Regions from separate parts of the Mus musculus genome. Here region 1 is linked to region 2. Evidence: chromatin contacts called from public HiChIP or PLAC-seq data. All regions are on one chromosome and are shown on one strand. Each heading gives the region's core, a stretch centred on a gene start, on an enhancer-like site or on the middle of the called end of the contact. The rest is flanking DNA. Distances are from core to core; before and after follow the strand shown. Region 1 has its middle 86 kb from the start of Gm11412. Region 2 has its middle 140 kb from the start of Mpdz.

The links. HiChIP or PLAC-seq counts read pairs in DNA pulled down with a chosen protein or histone mark.
Region 1: an H3K27ac HiChIP or PLAC-seq map of heart atrium shows a contact between it and region 2, with 7 read pairs. The contact joins two enhancer-like sites. A contact is called at or near these places in 1 of 15 datasets of contacts at CTCF or cohesin (the NIH/3T3 cell line), 4 of 484 Hi-C or Micro-C datasets (the HL-1 cell line, the N1E-115 cell line, uterus and 1 more) and 1 of 115 datasets of contacts at active chromatin or transcription factors (heart atrium).

Annotation. Positions count from the first base shown.
Region 1 is chr4:81,826,911-81,831,715 of GRCm38.p6, reverse strand. No RefSeq gene overlaps it. Among named protein-coding and RNA genes, the nearest start is that of Gm11412, 86 kb to the right of the region's middle. Within about 2 kb of position 1,540, at least 18 of the 459 cell types and tissues checked have an H3K27ac peak or open chromatin away from gene starts, as enhancers often do. A contact at or near this core is called in heart atrium, where this site is marked.
Region 2 is chr4:81,577,275-81,582,570 of GRCm38.p6, reverse strand. No RefSeq gene overlaps it. Among named protein-coding and RNA genes, the nearest start is that of Mpdz, 140 kb to the right of the region's middle. Within about 2 kb of position 1,755, at least 68 of the 459 cell types and tissues checked have an H3K27ac peak or open chromatin away from gene starts, as enhancers often do. A contact at or near this core is called in heart atrium, where this site is marked.

The DNA.
Region 1 (4,805 bases), core at 291-2,790, 250 kb before region 2:
AAATTCGTTGTTTTTAATAGTTGCGTATACTCCATTGCGTAAATGTATCACATTTTCTGTATCCATTCCTCTGTTGAGGGACATCTGGGTTCTTTCGAGCTTCTGCCTATTATAAATAAGGCTGCTATGAACATAGTGGAACATGTGTCCTTATTCCAAGTTGGAGCATCTTCTGGGTATATGCCCAGGAGTGGTATTGCTGGATCTTTGGGTAATACTATGTCCAATGATTCCTGTGAGAGGCCAGTCCATTGAGTGTGGTGTTACCGCTGTGGAGGTACTCCAGGGTGCTATTAAAAAGCAGGCTGAGGAAGGATGGAGGAGCAATCCAGTAAGCAGAGTTCCTTCTTCGATTCTGCTTCAGTTTCTGCCTCCAGGTTCCTGCCTTGACTTGTTTTGATAAAGGACTGTGATGTGGAACTGTAAGCCAAATAAACCCTTTCCTCCACATTTCGTTACAGCATGTTATCACAGCAATAGAAAGCAAACAAAGACAATATCTGAGTGTCCCTTATTGCTGCCATTGGTTTTGATGATTCTATACACAGCTTTATAACTGTGCCTTCATTTAGAGTCCATAATAAATCTATAAGTATTTTTATATTTATCCTAGGAGACTATAAAGAGAATTGAAATATTTATAATACTCAGTGAAGGAACTAAAAACCCTGAATTTAACATGGAAATATATGCACCTACAACTTTCTCTAAAAACCTTAAATTACCATTTATCTATCTACCTACTTACCTATCTATGATATGATCATACTCTATCACAGAACATCCCTGCTTAATTATTCCTCAATCACTGCTCCTTTTAATTATTTGTAGTGTTTATAGGTCAGAGCTGAGGGTTGAGAACCTGGTATGCTTCTAAGGAGGATGTTGCACTAGATGTCTAGGTGTGGCCAAGAAAGACAAAGTAAAAGGAGAGACACTGACAGCTGTGAAATGAAAAAGATAAGGACATGAAGCCGACTTTAAAACGGGTTGGATCAGCACTCAAGAAAGAGCATCCCTCAGCGCAGCTGACTATGCACTAACTTTATAATGGGATTTCAGGCTGGCTGTGAGCCAGCAAATTGCCTTTCTTCATTTGAATGTTCATTTGGCTAACTGATCCTTTTAGAATACCTGTCATTTTGAGGTTAACAGACCAAAAGAAGCCACAAAAAGAGTTTGATCTCTGTGTAGCAGAAAGCAGGTCTTGAGAATGGAGAACTACAATTAACTAGTATATAGGAGTGTCAACAGTATCTTTGGAATCACAGGATTTGTTGTGCAAGGAGAAATTCATAAATGCTAATTTTCTCTCTTTGGGCACAGAGGGTTTGTTCTCTTCCTAACTAAACTTGGGGACTTTATGTGTGTAAAGTTTACCAATGCAAAGTTAGCAGAGTGTACCCACTCAGATCCGGGATGTAGCTGAAGGAGTCTTGTTTACTTTTCCATGCCCCCTTTCCTGATTTGGTCCTCATGAAAACTGGAGAAAAGGAAATGCCATTAGCCTGGGCCTCCTAGAGACAAAGATAAGGAGAGCCCTGCAGGCTGACCCATATCAGGGCAAGAGTACAAGGCAGGAACTCACTGACTGGCAACCGACTAACATTCCAGGATGGTTTGTCGCCTCTACTTTACTAAGAATGGTGAATCATGTTTTCCCATGTTCTATCTCTTGCACTTAACATCTCTGTCCTCAAATGTCTTTTTTCCACATGGGAGTTGAATGTGTTATAGTTTCAGTTTCTGGCTTTTCCTTGCCCTGTGACTTAATGAATGCCACGTATATCTGGGATTTTTTGTTGTTGTTGTTGTTGTTGTTAATTGTTGTTGTGTTAAAACCATGGATGCATGGATCGGTGACTGTGTTCCATTTCCCCCATCCTCAGGAACAGGACCTATCCTCCTTTAAGATCAGAAATGGATGTGCTGCTGGCTCAGGTTTGAGTCTGTACTAAAGTGGAAGTCTCTTACCACTACCCAGTACTCTCCACGATAATGAAGTTGGGCCTTCTGAAGAATGGAATCCATCTTGTCTTTTATTGACCTTTTTAAAAAGCCCTACCAAACAAAAACACCAACCATGAACACAGTCCCCAGACACTTTTCTTCTCTGATGTACACCTGCATGCCTCAGCTATGTCGTTTATTATAATATGACTCTGGCCTTGCAAAGTTGGACAACTGAGTAAAAAGGCAAATGTCTACCATGTACAATGCTCATCTCACTAATTCCCTTAATTATAAATATTTATTTGTCAAAGCCTTTTACATTTATGATTTCAATAATTCTATTTTTCACTGATTATTACCAAAGTTATTTTTATTAAATATTCTTGCAGAGTTTTCCCTCTTGTGGCAATATCATCCATATGATGCTGACAACAAAATTATTGAAGTGTAAAATCCTGTGGTTCAGTCACTTTCAGTTAAGTTGTATACAGTCTTAATAACTATAATAATAAGAACAGCTCACAAGATAGTATAGACAATTGCCTACATTCAAAGGACCCACTAAACCTTTACATCAAGTTTCTGGGATCCAGAAGGAGTAGAAGAAGTAGTTGACTCTGTGGAGCTTTAAGGACTTTTCATCTTGTCTGAATTCTTTACATATTACACAAGGACATCCAAGAAAGTGTCAAGTGAGATTTTGAGTTTTCACTAGGATAAAGTTAGGCTGGATCTACTGAGCTGATGGATTGGGGTGGAGGGTATGTGTACATATTCCAGAGAGTGCTGTGCCCACAGACTACCCACATAGCATTCCTCCGGATCCCAGAGGCTGCCAAATCCATCACCCACCTCCTGTCTCCCTTTGCTTCTTATCCTGGCTTTGCTTCTAGTTCTGTTGCTTCAACTGGCTCTCTTGGTTCCCTGGACCCCAACTATCTCAAAAATCTGATCCCCTGGATTCAACTAACAGTCCACTTGTTTTAATGCATCTTTGACTTGACACTGTCCTGAGCTTGCTCATTGGTTTCCTCCATGAGAGGAAGGCTACTTTCTTAGGCAGCTGCAGACAACCTTAACCTTAATGCTCTCTGGTGGATAATATAAATTGATGAATTGCCTGCCTTCCATCTCCCCCTTCCAAATCTCTCCTCTCTCTCTCTCTCTCTCTCTCTCTCTCTCTCTCTCTCTCTCTCTCTCTCTCTCTCTCTCTCTCCCTCCCTCCCTCCTTTCTTCCCTCCCTTATTCCCCCAAGTCTATTGAAACTAACCCTTTCGATCCCCTTAAATCCCAAAGACCAGAAAATATTTACTGTTCGAATTTGTGTTCTTATATTCTTGTATTAATTAAAGTTCATTGTGATCTTGAAAGTAGTCATTCCTAAGTGCCTTCTTTTCTAGGTAAAACTTTAAAAATGATCAGTTCTTCTATCGCGGGTTATTCGGGACCGGAATTATGTACAATGCTAAAATATGGGGCATGCCCAGGTCATTGAATAGCCCAACATCAACCTCTGTTTCTCACTTTGCTCCAACCGCTGATCTATGCACACTGCCAATATGACAACAATATTTTCCAATGTATTTTTCTGGTTCCTATTTGACAAATATTAGTTGTATAAATGTATGACTGGGGAGTGGCTACACACAAGTTATGGCATGCATATTGAGGTCAGAACACAACTTTTTACAGTTTATTGTCTTCGTCCTCGTTTACACAGGTTCCAGTAATAGACCTTGGATCATCAAACTCCAGTCACACCAGTCCTTTTTATGGTCTTCATTTTCAGTAGTGAATCATGCTTTTGCTTTGTGTGTTTGCTTGTGTGCTTTGCTTTGCTTTATTTCATTTCATTTCATTTCATTTCATTTCATTTCATTTCATTTCATTTCATTTTATGTGGGCCGGTAGTTTTAGACCCCTCTTATAGTGGAGTGATGACCTTAAAGTTCTGATCCAACTGCTCCCACATCCCAAGTGCTGAGATTATGGGGTCTGCTATATGGCAGATTTTAAGGGGTGCTGGAGATCAAGTCCAGGGCCTCATACATGCTAAGCAAGCACTCTTATAACTGGGCTCTGCTCCCAGCCTCTGATTCATGCATTGGCAATAAAATAAGGGTATTTGTGTGCATGTGAATAAATGTCTCTTAGAACCAGGGCTGAAAATTCTGTCTGTGGAGAGACAGACAAGTATTGTTGACATTCTGGGTCAACGAGTCCCTCGTTCACATCCTTCTTCCCAGCTTTCATTCATCCGCCCAGATTTGAAAATGTCCTACCCTCAGTTTACGGACTGAAAATAATAAGCTGGCCGAGTAGATTGCTAACTCTTAGTTTATGATGCTATTTATTTACCTATTTTTCACAGAATTATTACCCTCTTCATCTTTGAATTCTATTAGATGCAATCCTATGAAGACTGAAATTGATATTCCTGATTTATAAACTTAATCCTTAAATATTTCATGAGCAAACAGACCAAAAAATGAAAAATTATATTTTCTAGTAAAAATGTACATTGGGTGTAATTTTATTTTTATATGTTTAGGTGTTTTGCTTGCATGTATGTCTGTGTACCACCTAAATGCCTGGTATCTGCAGGGAGATAGAAGGGGGTGTCAGGTGTCCTGGAACTAGAGTTACAGATGATTGTGAGCCATTGTGCTGGTGTTAGGAGAATGGTGTTTCCTCTGTATGAGCCAAAATTCTCTTAACCATTGAGTTATTTCTCTGTCCACTAGATGTAAAATTTAAGAAAGCATATTGATTATTTTAAATTTACACACATGTTAGCTGTCCTCTGACAACTCTTTATTTCTTCACCTTATTTTGTTTTATCAGTTACACGT
Region 2 (5,296 bases), core at 506-3,005:
AAGTAGAAAATTTCTAATTCCACTGAGGACTGGGGAATAAATATCTTGCTTTGAACTAAAATATAGAAATTCACAGCACCACCTATTGGTTTCAAAATAAATATTTTTTTTCATTTACTAATTATAAAGAAAAGTTTTTCAATGAATTCTTCTTCTGAAATACATCACATTTTAAATAATGTTATGATGGTGGTCTGGAAATATCCTAAACAAAGCACACAATTAGGAGATGAGGTAACATGACTTGTAAAAATAAATACAGATCGACATAACTATATACTCAGAGACTAGAAGTAAGGCTGCATGCAGACTGCCCTTTGAACATTGCGTGTATGAAGTTGTGCTGTTGTGTTTTGCTTTTCAAGCTCCCCTTTCAGTGCTGTTTCTAAGCTGATGGAGCTGTACTTTCTCCACCGTACAACTGGAGCAAACGGGTCTGCACTTGATTTCTCTCTTCGCATCGACCCCTAAAATCTAGGAAAGACATTACGCTCAAACGTCAATTAGTTCTCAGCGTTAGCTATTTCAGAATCTCCTTCACGGGGGTCTTTTACAAGTCAGCCTCATCACCAGATACCAGCCTCCTCTGCATCCTGGGCGTGTGTGCTTTCTACCCGGTGCTCAGCCTGCACATCTCTATCCAGAATACAGGACCGTTCCCAGAGAACCAGGAGGAAGGAAGTCCTCTCCGCTTTCCCATACACCAGGAAGCATATAGTTTCTATATTATGGAGGATAGTTCATGCAGACTCCCTTCTCCAACCTCAGGACAGTGCGGCAATACAAGGAGATCGCTTTAAGTCTACCACGGAACGTGGGAATACACTTTTCTTTGAACCTAACTCTTCCAAATGTATTACACGTTTAAATCTATTTTGTCATGATTGCGTTTGTTTGTTTGTTTAGGACTTCAAGTGATCTAGAAACCCTGAAATGCAGGCATCCTGGCCCTTGTCACTTCCATTGTGTAACGATTTGGGAATCCAAATTCTGTGGCAGAGCTTCAGACGGGACGGAAGGAGAACTTCCTTCACTTCGATGCCACTGTAAAGTGTTAAATGGTTTGATTCTGTTCACCTTTGTAAAACTGGAACAGGCACTCTTACAAGAAGAACGTCTGTATCTGAGAGCAAAGGAGAAGCCGCCGAATGACGGAACAGGGCTCCTAGGGAGTCAATCACAAGAAATTAGAGTCAGATTTATGTAAGGAAAAGAATTGTAAGGCTCAACTAATTAAATTATCCTTAGCAACTTAAAAATGGTTAAATTAGAAATTTCATGACTCAATCCAACATTAAGGTTTTTTTTTTTTTTTAAAGCACTCCAGCCATATTTAGGGGAAAAAAAGTGCAAAGAAGAGGAAAAGGAACTTTCTTACTCTACACTGTCAAATGGCTCATCCTAGCTCCCTCTGGGGTTGAGCATTTCAACCAAAAGCTTCGCTTCTCACTGAAGTGCCTGAAGGGTGCATTTCCAACTACCTGATTTAAATGAAACAGAATTCAAAATGGAAACCCTGATCTTTTTTGTGGAATTTTGAAATATTGCTATTTTGTCTTTTTTTTTTTTTTTTTAAAGGTCAAGAACATGAACATCATCGTGATTTGACTCAGAATCCTCTAAGACTTGTCTCATTTCGTATCTTGCCCCCTTGTATTTCCAAACAGACTTCTCACCAAGCAGCCTCCACACCCTCCCTGCGGGTCTCGCTCTCAGAGCGAGCCATAATCACAGGCTTCCATGCCCTGGCTGGCTTTTTGGCTCGGCAGGGCAGTTGCACTGCCAAGTTCTGCATCGAGCCCTTCATGGGTTTATCCTTACATGCACCTTAGTGACCTGATACATTTCATCTCTCCTCGTGCCCTCTTGTTGCTGTCTGGGCAGCCAAACGTCTACAGCTAAAAGGAAGAAAGCCCCTGACATGTTTTTGCCCTTTTCTCTGACAAACCTACTACTGGAGAAAAGCATGTTAGCAATAAAGGAAGGAAAGCCTGGGGTCAGCTGAGGCTGTAAGAGGCAGCCCAGCTGAAGTTTAAAGCGGCAACTAGTGTCGCGATTCCTGGGAAAATGAGAGATGTTGGTTTCAAAACATATAACACATAATCTGCCTCCAAACAGACTGAAAGCTTAGCTCAGACCTACCAGCTTCTCTTCTAAACATAAAACCAGGAAATTAGGCAAGTTTATTCCCTTTCCTTTAATAACGGACATTATCAGAGCGCTTCGGGGAACACAACCGTTTTTATGGAGTAAGAACCAGCAATTTTAAAACAAGAAATATGTGTGGGAACAGTGTTTATTTTTTTATACTTAAGTGCACATGCAGTGATTATTAATATTTACATACAGATGCACGTATGGAAATCATTGTCTTGGAAAGTGGTTAGAATCTAGAAACAATTGGCAGACAGAGAAAGGAAAACAGAACGGTCCAGTCTACCAAACCATCCCAGAGGACACTGCTCAGTAATGGGAAGGCTGATAACACAGCAGTGCTCCTGAAAACCCTGCAGAAGGGCAAGGATCCGTTAAGATTGTTACGGATTCTGATGTAAGATTTAGGGGACCTAAGTTCTTTTCAAATTGACTTCATGTGTGCACAATCAGCCTACAGCTTCAGGTGCAGGGTAGATATGTGTCTACTGAAGTCTTGGCAACTGGAGATAGCTGTGTTCCTTGAGGCTTGTTTGCTCGAGGGGGGAGAGATAGAGAGCCTTCCCTTTTGAAAAGACATTTGTACCACAAATGTGCCACTGTCCACTAACAGAGGCTGTGTTTTGTTACAGCTCTGCAGGATTCGGGGTGGATTTTATGCCGTTCAACATGCACACCGTGGAGGATTTCGCTTGTTTGGGTACATCAAGCAAGGAAAAATCCAAACCAAAACAAAAAGACGCACACAATCAACACACACACAAAACAGGATTGGGCTCCTTTGTTTGGTGTCTGCTGTAACCCAGATTGTGGCAATTATCTCTCTGGCTTTACAAGCCTTTTCTTTCATTCTAAAGGCAGTTTTTGGAATCACATTACACTTAACTCAGTTTAACAAATAAGAGTGGTCTGGCAAAATGGCACCATGTGCTTTCCACAAATATCTGTGGTATAGGCAAACTCTCAGTATTTTTATTATGCCCAAGCCTCTTTGGTTTAAAGCAAAAGGACCAATGCAAAGAAAAGGGAAAGCCCAGACTTGGGGACTTGGGGTGTGTTGGGGTCGCTTTCTGCACCAGAGTGAGAAGGGAGGAAAGATACATATTAAAAATAACTCGAGGAGGAAAGAGTTTGGAGAGGTTTGGAAGCGTTAGCAAGGCATGGTTTCCCCTGGTGTGAGCTACAGGCTAATGATAGAATAGTGGCATCTGGCAGGGGAGCCCCGCAAGGCTGACAATGAGCACACTGTAGCTAGCCTGTGCAGCTTCACACTCCTGCCTCCTCTGTAGTCAGGACAAAGAATTGCAGGACACAAGCAAAGTAAAAGGGGGTGAAAGGGAGTCTGCGCTCAAGTTTGCTGTAATACAAATATACATACACAGTGCTACAGATGTTCCTCATTGGCGAAGGCTGGCACATAATCATGCTATGTGCTTCATAATATTTTAATGAGCCTTTTCTCTAAATAGCAATGAAAATGAACAATAAGAAGCTCTTAGGGAGGGAAAGTTGGTACGTTTATATTTTTTTTTTCTGTCTATGGGGGAAAATTCTCATAATAGGTTATATTAGAATGGCAGGGAAAAAATACTAGACTGGGTTTAATAAAATTGTACTGTGTCTAAACTATGATTTCTGAAGCTAGTTTCTTTCTGTTTCTAACTTCAGCAATTTATTCAGGTTAAAGGAATAACAAAGCAGACAAGAGCATAGTTCTGGTGGGGACTTTTTCTCCCTCTGCCTCCTTTCTCAATCTCATTTAAAGAAAAAGAAAGAGAAAAACTTCCTCAAGTGGAGCCTTGAACAATGCCATTAATAGTTAATATATTGTGCCAGCTAAAGTCTTGAAATAAATAACAAACCACTTAATACGTGTTGTAAATACCGTGCTGACTTAAACATTGCTACACAAGGTTACATCTCTTCAGGGGACAGATGGGAGACTGGACCCCAGTGGAAGGGGCAGGGTGTTTCTTTTCCTTTCTTTTGCTTTATCTTTTTTTCATTACAGAAAAAATTTCAAAAAGAAGACTAATCAAAGATTGTTATCTACCATAATGCAACCAGATTTTAGCGTTACTACCCTTACAAAGAAAAGTTTTGTTTTGACCTTGGTCAGTATGCCATTTAAAACTACTACAATGAAAAAAAAAATCTATAACAAAATCAGAGTGTATATCTTGGTTAAGATGTAGCTCCTTGGATTGCTCTTTTAGACGATTTTAATTTCATGGGACAGTTTGGTTTCTTTGTTTGTTTGTGTGTTTGTGTGTTTGTTTTAATTCATAGGGAACAGAATGAGACACTTTAGTGTGTGAAGTGGTACGTACCGTTACAACAGTAAAGGCTGGCTGGAAGTTGCTGTCTGCAGACGTCCGTGCATACATGGCTGTCTTTCCTGGATGCTGCCTTAACTGTGGCTCCCTAACTCTGACATCGCTTCCTGTAACTATCCTAGCTCTCAATGAGTTGTTTGCACAACTGAGAAGACATTTTCTCTCTGCTTACCCATCTGTGTATGTCCCATTGTTACCAACCCTTGTTTAAAAGTAAATGCCCATCATAGGGGTCCCAGATTGCTAGATGAACTGAAAATCTTTAAGTTATCACCATGCCTTAATGTGAGGAAGTTGACAAAGTGGGCCCTGGGAGTATGCTTGTGTAACAACTTTTTGAGAAGTTTATGAAATATTACTTTAAGACAGCTTAATTGTCAACCCTTCAATATCTGCTTTTCTTTAGAATGTAAAATTATGTTAATACAAAAGACTGAAGACCACTACAAAATATGCCATGGCATATTCTAAAAGCAGAAATTAAGTGAGAGTGAATTATGATGAGTAGAGTTTGGGTGTCAAGTTTATTTTAATTTTTAAATTTTTTAGAAGTTGATACTCTGTGCATGACAGTTTTGTTAACTTAATTGGTCAGAATATGTATACAATCTGAGTATCACTCATTGCTAAGCCAAATGAATGTCCTGAACAAAGATCTTAATATATAAATTGAAATAAACATTTTAAAAATTGTCTATATGTAATATTTTTTTCTAAAAAAGATACAAAATACTCTCACGCCTTTAGATAATTACATATAATTTTCTCAATAAAGCAGGTTAATGCAAAGGTATCAAAGTATGCAT